3 separate regions of the Mus musculus genome follow, and all the other regions are linked to region 3. The links are chromatin contacts, called in public promoter capture Hi-C maps. All regions are on one chromosome and are shown on one strand. The core of a region is the stretch at or near the end of the contact, and the rest is flanking DNA. Distances in the headings are between cores, read along the strand shown.

Evidence for each region. Promoter capture Hi-C pulls out the DNA fragments that hold promoters and counts their contacts.
Region 1: a promoter capture Hi-C map of second pharyngeal arch cranial neural crest shows a contact between it and region 3. The contact joins the promoter of Gabpb2 here to the promoter of Arhgef2 in region 3. A contact is called at or near these places in 2 of 39 promoter capture datasets (maxillary cranial neural crest and second pharyngeal arch cranial neural crest).
Region 2: a contact with region 3 is called in a promoter capture Hi-C map of cranial neural crest. The contact joins the promoter of Mcl1 here to the promoter of Arhgef2 in region 3.

What each region holds. Positions count from the first base shown.
Region 1 is chr3:95,215,810-95,219,232 of GRCm38.p6, forward strand. It overlaps Gabpb2 (GA repeat binding protein, beta 2), which reads right to left and starts at 2,133. Exons shown (of 10, transcript NM_029885.1): 1 at 1,780-2,133; 2 at 405-459. It overlaps Mllt11 (myeloid/lymphoid or mixed-lineage leukemia; translocated to, 11), which reads right to left. Exons shown (of 2, transcript NM_019914.4): 2 at 2,735-3,423. It overlaps Gm16740 (predicted gene, 16740), which reads left to right and starts at 1,648. Exons shown (of 4, transcript NR_108026.1): 1 at 1,648-2,249.
Region 2 is chr3:95,656,546-95,660,008 of GRCm38.p6, forward strand. Mcl1 (myeloid cell leukemia sequence 1) reads left to right here and starts at 2,176. Exons shown (of 3, transcript NM_008562.3): 1 at 2,176-2,942; 2 at 3,216-3,463. The coding sequence starts at 2,312.
Region 3 is chr3:88,619,720-88,623,255 of GRCm38.p6, forward strand. Arhgef2 (rho/rac guanine nucleotide exchange factor (GEF) 2) reads left to right here and starts at 1,440. Exons shown (of 22, transcript NM_008487.4): 1 at 1,440-1,602. The coding sequence starts at 1,540. Gm20652 (a long non-coding RNA gene) reads right to left here and starts at 1,386. Exons shown (of 2, transcript XR_375820.2): 1 at 1,312-1,386.

The DNA.
Region 1 (3,423 bases), core at 883-3,382, 6.6 Mb after region 3:
CACATCCTCTCTTTTTTGTTTTTTCCGAGACAGGGTTTCTCTGTGTAGTCCTGGCTGTCCTGGAACTCACTCTGTAGACCAGGCTGGCCTCGAACTCAGAAAATCGCCTGCCTCTGCCTCCCGAGTGCTGGGATTAAAGGCGTGCGCCACCACGCCCGGCTCCCACATCCTCTAAGTTGTCCTCTGATCTCCACATGCATGAAAGTCATGGTATGTGTGTAAGTGAGCACACATACACAAAATGTAATAAAGTATTTTAAATAAAAAGCATTATGGGGAGACTGGTGGGTCATTCTTCTAGCTCCCCATACATAAAGGCTGGTAGAACCCTAAGACCAGAGAATAACATAGGCAATTGAAATTAACTAATTAGCTTGTGTGTGTTTCTGTGTGTATTCACTCACCATAGCATGTGGAAGCCACAGGACAACTCGCAGGAGTTGGTTCTCTCCTTCAACTCTGTGGATCAAACTCAAGACTGTCAGTCTCGCTGGCTTTATATGCTAAGTTCCACCTGCCCAACCTATACAACCCCATGGTTCTGAATGCTACAGAGGGGAACTGTTCTCCCTTACTGGATATGCATCCACATAAACTTCACATGAGCGTTTGTCTAGTGTGTATCCTAAGATTTTTCTAAATTCTCTTCCTAGTCCCTCTGTGCTAGGAGTTGAATCCAGGGCCACAGGCATGCTACATTCACACTTGCCTCTGAGCTATACTCCCAACCCTGCCTCCTAGGAATAGGAAGCCAATAAAATACAAAACAAGACCAGGAGACCTTTCTGGGTCAAGTAGCACAGGCTGGCCTTGAACACCTGGATCTTTCTCTCTCCTCTTCTCAAGCACTGAGTACTTAGTGTTCAGAACTTTCAATAAATATTTTAATAACCATGGAGTGCCTGAGCACTTGACAAAGCAGCCCATTACCAAAGAATAATAACTTTTGTTTATCATTTGGGTGTGGTGGTTTGTTCTTTGCAAAGCATGTACAAAAAACATGGCTCACCTCAGTAATTCCAACACTCCAGGGGCTAAGGTTAGAGAATCGCTGTGAGGCAGCCAATCCAAACTACATAGTAAGACCCAAATATTGGATTGGAAACTAGAGAAAATCCTTTATAGGAAGAGGGAGACAGCAGAATTCCTGGAGGAAATCTGTGACAAGAGGTGCACGCTAAGAAAGAAAGCAATTGAAGAATTCTCGGTCTGTACTTTTTTTTCTTTTTCTCCCCCCCCTCACCCCCCACACATTCCCACTGGGAGGCCAGCTGTACAAGCATCTGTGTTGAGAACTGGATATAAGTCCATGACTGCTCTTGTTCACATTATGAACTTACTAAAGTTTCACGTTATTACTGGACCTTGAAAAGTCCAGTTCCCACTTCCTCCCTAGTCACATATCCCTCAGTTTTTGACATCAGCACTCTGCCAAACTCAGGGGCGCCAACTTGCAAGTGGGAGCCCCAGTCTGTAGTGGCAGCCCGGACTCCTGCGCCACACCGCCCCCTCGTGGTCACCCCATGTGGCCTTGGCTTCCCGGAGTCCAGCTCCCCAGCCCCAGGTCTTCCACCCACCCCCTTCACCTCCCAGTCCCCTCCCCTTCCTCCCGACAGCATCCCCTTCCTCTTGGTCCCTCTCCCCCCCGCCGCCACCCCCGCTCCGGCAGTGTGCAGGCCGGCGCCCACAGGTCCTGGCCGGGCTGGGCCGGCCACTTATCACTGCCCCTTGCATCGCAGTTCGGAAGCTCCGGAACCCTGCGTGTCCTTTCCCCCTCACCTATTCCGGAGCGCTGCCGGCTTCGCTCTCACTGGGCCCGCCAGTTTGGTCCCGTTTCTTTCTCTAGTTAAGACTCCTTGCCAGCGGCCTCACTTTTCGGCCTTTTCACATATGCATATTTGGGGGGGCCCTTACCCCCCCTCACGGAGAAATGGAGGCAATAAAATGGCGGACCCGGAAGTGAAGGCGCTGTGACTATACGTCCTGGCGGAGGAATCTGAAGGAAATGGGTTAGCGGAGCCACTTTGCCCTTCTCTCAGGACCTCAACGCACCTCTGAGTCCGACTCCTTCCTACTGAGGACCTCGTGAGCTGGAAAAACGTATACCGCGGGCATCCTGAGCGGGACTACTTAGCGAGGCGCAGGATCACCGATTACGTGGCTTACGTGAGGGATAGTTCCGGCAGGGGACGGACGCAGATGGTAGTTTTGGCGCCAACCAGTGCAGCGCTCGGAGGAACTGGTTACTGGTGCGTGTTGGCGTCCGCACTCTACCTTCCTGCTGGTTCAACGCCGGGCTAACTTGAGGGTTGGGGGAGAATCTTGCTTCCGCTATTCGGGACCTTCTGGTTATGCACTCCTGTCTGACCGGACACTTTCCCAGTGTCCTGAATATAGGTCAGGAAAGAACCCCTGAACTTTTGGGGGGAAGACTAGAATAGGATGGGACATGAAATTGCATGTCTTTCATTTACCAGTCTATCTTGGTTTCTGTTCACCATTTTAACTGATATAAGGACCGAGAGAAAGCTCGGAGAAAACCTTTCAAAAATCAATAACAGGACGCTGGAGCAATGCCTTAGGAGACCCCAGTTCAATTCCCAGCACCCACATTGCAGCTTACAACTGCCTTTAACTCCAAGATCTGACACCCTCACACAAGCAAGCATACATTTAGGCAAAACACCAATGCACACTAAAAATTAAAATCAGTAATAATAACAAACACGCCTTTGATCACAGCAGGAGGCACAGGTCTCCTAATTTAATACCAAAGTGCTAGGCCCACCCTAGCAGAGTCCAGCAGAGTCAGGTGGATTTCTCTGAGTTCAAGGCCCGCCTCCGAAGAAAACCACACAAATTTAAAAGTTAATAATGGGCTGGGGGGCGTGGCTAATCTCTGAGCACTGGCTGCTTACAGGGGAACCCTAGCAGGGCCTTGTAGATGCTTGGCAAGCCCTTCTACCATTGAGCTATGTCCAAATCCTAAATTGTTCTTCAAAGTCAAATATTAGACAGACAGAAGGAAGCGCTGGAGAGATGACTCAGTGGTTAAGAGCACTGACTGCTCTTCCAGAGGTCCTGAGTTCAATCCCCACCAACCACATGTTGGCTCACTTGTAATGGGACCCAATGCCCTCTTCTGGTGTGTCTGAAGAGTGCAACAGTGTACTCATATATAGTATAGTAAATCTTTTTAAAATAAAAAGAAAAGCTTCACTTAAAAAAAAAAAGAAAGAAAAAAAGATAAAAGGGAAAGCTGGATTCGGAAGTGTGAGTAAAATCTGTAGTACTTCATTGGAATGGAAAAAACTAAGCCCCAGACTTAGGATTTAACGTCTTTATTCCATAAATGAATAAACAGCTCCGCAATTCATCTGCAATAGCTTTGGAAGGAATGGGGACGGGTAGGGTCTGAACATA
Region 2 (3,463 bases), core at 926-3,425, 7.0 Mb after region 3:
TTTGGGATTAAAAGTTCCTTACAGAAATATTTTAGTCACTACAACTGCAAAATGCTTCTCTCCATACTCCCTGCCACATCCTATAAACTAGGATTTTAGATCTTCTCCTACAAATAATCATATGGTTCCCTGTCTCCTTACTTACTGTAGTTTAATGTTTATCTATTTATATCAGGCAGTGGTGGTGCATGCCTTTAATTCTAATACTTGGGAGGCAGAAGCAGGCAGATCTCTGTGAGTTCAAGGCCAGCTTGGTCTACAGAACAAGTTCCAGAGCAGCTGGGGCTACACAGAGTAACCCTGTCTCTAAAAACTGAAACAAAAATGTATAGATTTAATGCATATGTGGATGTCAGGAACAGTGGTTAGGAGCCCGTTTCTTTCCCTTCCAGCACATGGGTTCCAGGGTTTGGCAGCAATTGTCTTTACTTGCTGGACCATCATCTATCTCCCCATGTCTTTTGTTTTGAGCCTCCCAAGTTCTGGAACTGAAGGTATGCAGCCAATTTACAGGGTTTTAAACCCAAGGTTTTATGTTAGGCAAGCATTCTCCAAGTAAGCCACATTTCCAGCTTGCCACTTACTTATCTATCTATCTATCTATCTATCTATCTATCTGGTTTGAGACAGGGTCTCAACCTTTTAACCCTGGCTGATGGGCGCTTCCTATGTAGACCAAGTGTCTTAGTTTGGGTCTCTGTTGCTATGGCAAAGCACCACAACCAAAAGCAGCTTGGGAGAAAAGGGTTCATTGGGCTTAGCTTGCTTCCACATTACTGTTCATCACTGAAGGACATCAGGACAGGAACTCAAACGGGGCAGGAACCTAGAGGCAGAGGCCATGGGCAGGAGCTGCTAACTGGCTTGTTTCCCATGGCTTGCTCAGCCTGTTTTCTTACAGAACCCAGGACCGCCAGTCCATGGAATTCCAGCTTGTGTCAAGTTGATATTAAGTCTAACCAGTCCACCAAAGATCTTCACCGTTTTATATGGTGCTGGGGATCAACCCAGGACTTCTACAAGGGTAGGCAAATTCTCTACCAACTGAGTTACTCCCGTAACCATCCTTTGTTCATTTTAGACAGCAGGCTCATCATGTAGCCAAAAATGAGTTTTAAATTGAGTCTCTTGCCTCTGCCTCCCCAGGCCTGGGCAAGCTCTTCTGCCAATTGAGCTATAGGCCTAGCCACCATAAATGGCTCATATTTTAGACTTTTACTGTTTGGGGATAGGGTAGGGAGCTAGGCTCTTCTGGCAGCCAGAGGTCAACTCTGGAAAGTGGTCTCACTCCTTCATTGTTAGGTGGGTTCTGTGTATTGAACTCAGGTCTTTAGGGCTGGGTTTCAGGAGCCTTTCACCAGTTGAATCTTTCACAGGCTCCACATAAATAACCCCTTAATAGCTGTCCATGAAAAGTCATTTTGGCCAGGCAGTGTGGGGCACGCCTTTAATTCCAGCACTCGGGAGGCAGAGGCAGGAGGATTTCTGAGTTTGAGGCCAGCCTGATCTACAGAGTGAGTTCCAGTGCAGCCAGGGCTACACAGAGAAACCCTGTCTCGAAAAACAAAAAAACAAAAACAAAAAACAAAAAACAAAAAAAACCGGAACGGAAAGTCATTTTGGAACACAGGGAGTGAGGGCTCACAGTAGAAAAATGACAGAGCAGGACTCCCCCTAACTTTTAAGCAAATCAATGGTTAATATTCCTTTGTGTATGAGACTGGAGATGCCCTCCCTGGTTTGCTCTTCCAGGGTTTAACTCCCAGCACCCACCTGGAGGCAGGCACACAACCACAAATACACACAAACAAAAAAGTGTTTAAGACTGGTATGTTATAAAAACACAGCAGGTAGTGCAACGAGAAAGGCTAAGGCAGGACTGCCTAACGTTAGGACCAGCCTGGGCTATGCAGAGTTCCAGGGCAGCTTGAAATTCAAAAACCGACACAGATCAGCAGGCGTTCCCGAGCAGGAACCATTCCCCGGGAAGCCAAGCACTTGGCCAGCCGGGCTGAGAGTTGTACCGGACAAAAAAGCACAATCCGTCCGCGAGCCAAGGCCAGGTACCGCGCTCCGCCAACCGTAGCCGCGGAAGCCGCGAGAGCGCTCCGGCCGGAAGAGGCGCGGAGTGGCCGGGCCAGCCCTCCGGAAACGCCCGCCCCTTTCCCCTTTTACGGGAAGTCCTCGCCTGCGTCAGCACGGCCCTAAGGCGGCGGCAGGGAACGGCCTTCCTCACTCCTGACTTCCGCCTGCCTCCGGTCTGGAGTCGCGGCCTTCCCCGCTCCTTCCCCTCAGCCTGCGGCGTCCGACCATGTTTGGCCTGCGGAGAAACGCGGTCATCGGCTTGAACCTGTACTGCGGCGGCGCCAGCCTCGGCGCGGGCGGCGGTTCTCCGGCAGGGGCGCGCCTGGTGGCCGAGGAGGCCAAGGCGCGGCGCGAGGGGGGAGGGGAGGCCGCCCTGCTGCCCGGCGCGCGGGTGGTCGCCCGGCCGCCGCCCGTGGGCGCCGAGGACCCCGACGTCACCGCGTCGGCCGAAAGGCGGCTGCATAAGTCGCCCGGCCTCCTCGCCGTGCCGCCCGAGGAGATGGCCGCGTCGGCCGCCGCCGCCATCGTGTCTCCGGAGGAGGAACTGGACGGCTGCGAGCCGGAGGCCATCGGCAAGCGCCCGGCCGTGCTGCCCCTCCTGGAGCGCGTGAGCGAGGCGGCCAAGAGCTCCGGGGCCGACGGCTCTCTGCCCTCCACGCCGCCGCCGCCCGAGGAGGAAGAGGACGACCTATACCGCCAGTCGCTGGAGATCATCTCGCGCTACTTGCGGGAGCAGGCGACCGGCTCCAAGGACTCGAAGCCTCTGGGCGAGGCGGGCGCGGCGGGCCGGAGAGCGCTGGAGACCCTGCGGCGCGTGGGCGACGGCGTGCAGCGCAACCACGAGACGGCCTTCCAGGGTAAGCGGCGCCCGGGCCGGGCCGGGCCGTGCGGGAAGAGGGAAGAGCCGGAGCCTGGCTCTGCAACCAGAATTTTCTGGCTGTGAGTCATTGTTTCCGCCCATCTGGCTGTTGGGTTCAAAGACCGGAAAGGGTGGGATGTCACTGTCGGCGTGGGGTCTGCCTGACTGCTCTAGAGCCGGGAGAGCACGGTCCCCTCGTCGTGGGTGGGCAGAAGGGTAGTGCCCCGCTGCAGACAAAGGAGGCCATGAGGTTTCTTGCTTTTCTTCTCAGGCATGCTCCGGAAACTGGACATTAAAAACGAAGGCGATGTTAAATCTTTTTCTCGAGTAATGGTCCATGTTTTCAAAGATGGCGTAACAAACTGGGGCAGGATTGTGACTCTTATTTCTTTCGGTGCCTTTGTGGCCAAACACTTAAAGAGCGTAAACCAAGAAAGCTTCATCGAACCATTAGCAGAAACTATCACAGATGTTCTTGTAAGGACGAAACGGGACTGGCTTGTCAAACAAAGAGGCTGG
Region 3 (3,536 bases), core at 190-2,689:
TTTTTCCCTGGCCTTTACTATATAAGGACCCTGAACAGGAGAATGGGCACAAAAGGTGAGGGAGTTCCTAGGCAGGAGATAGGTCAGAGGAGCAGAGTGGGAGGGGAGCAGAGCCGGGGTGAGGAGCTGAGGAGCCCAACCAGCACAGCGGGTGGATGAGGCAGCCGAGCCCAAATTAGAGACTGAGGCTAAAATTGGCACTCTAGGAGTGCAGGGCTGGGCTGGAAACCTGCAGCCCTAACACCACCCTCCCTGCCCCGCTACCGAGAAGAACAGAGCAGAAGCTGGTGACAGTGGCTGGGCCTCATCTCCCTCCCTCTTTCTTTTTTCTTTCTTTCTTTTTTTTTTCGGTGTTTTGAGACAGGGTTTCTCTGTGTAGCCCTGGCTGTCCTGGAACTCACTCTGTAGACCAGGCTGGCCTTGAACTCAGAAATCTCCCTGCCTCTGTGCAACACCACGCCTAGCCATCTCCCTCCCTCATTACCACACACTTTTGGGACTAGATTAGGTAGTACCCTAAATTTTTACAAAACTTTGCCCCAGGGTGCTCAGGTTTTTACAGAGAAATCGGAGACCTTGATAGGTGGAAACGGAGCAGACTGGAGAATTTCCCCAGTGGCAGGAAACTCAGGTTGACTCAAAGGGTCCAGAGAAATGAAAACCCACCCACACTCCTCAGCAAGCTCAAACGTTTCCAGACAGGGCCAAGTTGTTTCTATAGTCTCCTGTGGCAGAGAAAACTGGTGTCAGGACACAAGGAAGGATTTCCTCAGCTAGCCTCAGGAAAGGTGGAGCCTTCTCACCTTCACTGCCAAAGTAATTGGCAGAGGTGGGGCTGAGAAGGATGGTCAGAGTGTGGTCCACAAGGCCCAGAGGGGTGAGAAGCTGGGCGGGGGGTGGGGGGGGGTGAGGGGAAAACCCTCTCTTGTGGACTCCTAGCTTTTGGAAAGGAGTCCCCTTCTTCACTCTTTTGGGGGAGTGAAGCCTGTTAACGATGAAGCTTCTAGTTCCCCTTTCATTGCCCCCTCCCTCTTGTCATACCAGTCCAACATTGTAAAAGCGGTCTGTGTACTCAAGCCTGTTTGATGAGTGAGCCCTTATGGCTAGGTCTCCCAGTTACCGATAAGGTGATAGAATCCCCTTAGGGTCTTTAAAGAGTGAAGTTACCCGGAATGGGCGCCGGTGTTTTTCAAGGACAGCCGAGCTAAGGGAGGTCGCTGAGGTCAGAGAGTGTTCCTAAGCGCTAAAGGGAAAAGGGATCCTCGAACCTGTCCCAAGGACCCCTGTCCAGCAGACTGCAGCGATACTAACCCCGGCGTCCCGTCCGGTGCGCGGGTACCCCGCCCTGCCTCCGCTCCGCCTCTCCCCTTCCTGAGCTCGGGTGGGGGAGGAGACTAGGGTTTGAGGAACTGGTGCTGGGTGCAGGGGCGAGGGGACTCAGACTTCCTGTCCCCGAGGCCGACGCGTGCGGCCGGACCCCTCCCCCGCCGTTGCTGGACACCCGGGGCCGCCGCGTCCTCCCGCGGCTCACGCTGGATTATGTCTCGGATCGAATCCCTCACTCGCGCGCGGATCGACCGGAGCAAGGAGCAGGCAACCAAGGTGGGCTGGCTCTGCGACCGGGCGCCCTGCCGACCTCTGGGCCTCCGCCCCGCGTCCCGCGTCCCCCCGCCCGCTCTGGGGCGCCCGAGTCCGCGCGCAGCGGCCGGACGGGGTGGGTGGGGCTGCGAGCGCGTGAGGAGGGGGCTGGAGGACCGCAACGTGACCCGCGTCTCCAGCACCCGCGCAGCTTCTGTGCGGGGATCTAGGAGAGCTGAGCTGGGTTACCAGTGGTTCGGCGGGACCGAGTGTTTTGGGCCGCTCGGAAGAAAGTTGCTCCGGTAAGGGATCGAGCGGGAAAGAGGGGCGAGCGTGTCGGGTTCCTAGGGACGACGCTCTTGGGCACCCCTTTCCGCACCCCAGTTCCGGGGGTTGCTTGCGGCCGTGCCCGCTAGCGCCGGCTCGGTCGTTCCCCCTTTGTCCCCACCAGCGGGTGGAGGGGGCCGGAGGGGGTGTTTTCCAAGCTCCCTCCCCCACCTTCCCGCCCCTCCAAGACAAAAGTCAGCTCCTCCTCTTCTTGCGGATGGACTTTCCAGCTGTGATTCAGTTCTTGCCTGGGGTAGGCGGGTGGCTAGGGGTCAAGACAGCAAGCGGCCGCCCATTTTCTCCGCCAGGCCAAACCGATCCATCAGGTGAAGCAAGCTGCCTTTGTGTCGCTGGGATGCCTTCTCACATCCTGAGCGTCTCGGTGCCAGGACCCAGAGTAGTTCCCACCCTTATCTGTTTCATCAGCTTCCAGGCTCCTGGTTCTCCAGCCGCCTCGGTTAACCCAGTTCCCCCACTCCCCTCAGCCATATTTCGATTATCGCCTCGGCTTGGGGGCCCTTCACCTGTCATCTGGAGTCTGGCTGTGTAATTATCAGCACACTCTGCAATACGACCTCTCCAGCACGCCTTTACAAGTGTCCTTTATTCCTGTCTTTGTATTCAGACGCCCTCCCAAATGCCATGACTTTCCTCACCTCAGCTCACAGGAAGTGGTGAAGCCGAGGAGGACTTGTAGATGAATAAGTGAAGCCAGGGGGGCCTGGTTCAGGCGGACGGCGCCTCCCTGTACCTCAGGACACTCACATTATAAGGCTCTCTCGGAAAGCAAAGGCAGGAAGGGCTTTAATCTTAATCCCTGTCCTTAGCGAGAGCGTAATGACCCTCCCGCAGCCAGCCAACCAAGCAGATCATTTTCAGGCTGGAAAGCCACTCTGCGAATGGAAAGCTGCCCTCTCCCTTCCTCCAAGGTTCCAGGCTTTAGCTACTTGCTTTACTGCTACACTGGGAGAAGGTCGGTAGGGGTGGAGAGCCTCGGGGGCGGGAAGCTCAGTTTGAGGCTTTTTGTAGGGTTTCGGGATGGGAGTCTGCTCACCGGAAGAAAGCTAGCAGGGCTCTGAGCAGCTCCAGGGTGAGGTGACTGAGTGTGAATTGTGGGGTGGCAGACAGGCTCTTAACAAACCCTAGCGACAGGCCAGGCCCCAGCTCCCAGAGTCTGTTTATTTTTTCAACCGTTTGAGCGAGACCCTGGAGTAAAGCCAGGGTGGGTGGGGGGAACTTTTTGAAAGCACGGAAATTTGGTTCCACCCTAAAAAGGAAAGCCACTGGGGGGGGGGGGGCAGGAGAGGCAGACCTGTGGGGCTGTACGAAGACATCCTCAGGGGGCCTTTCTCCAATCCAGACACCTGGCATCTCATCCCCTGTTTTTCTTTTTTTCTTTTTCCATAACACAGTAACTGGAAATCCAGACTCCTGGCTTTTTTATCTTTTGACTATGCTATGGAGAAGGGATCAGGGAATCTGACTGGTTTCCCAGAGACCAGTGAGTGGTTCTGAGAGGGTAGAGAGACCAGGGGAAGGAGGGAGGTTGTCAGTTTGAGCTGGTCGGAAGGGGAGGGACACCTCCGGAAAGCTGTGGTTACTGAAGTGGGGGAGTTGGTTCCTAGCCACGA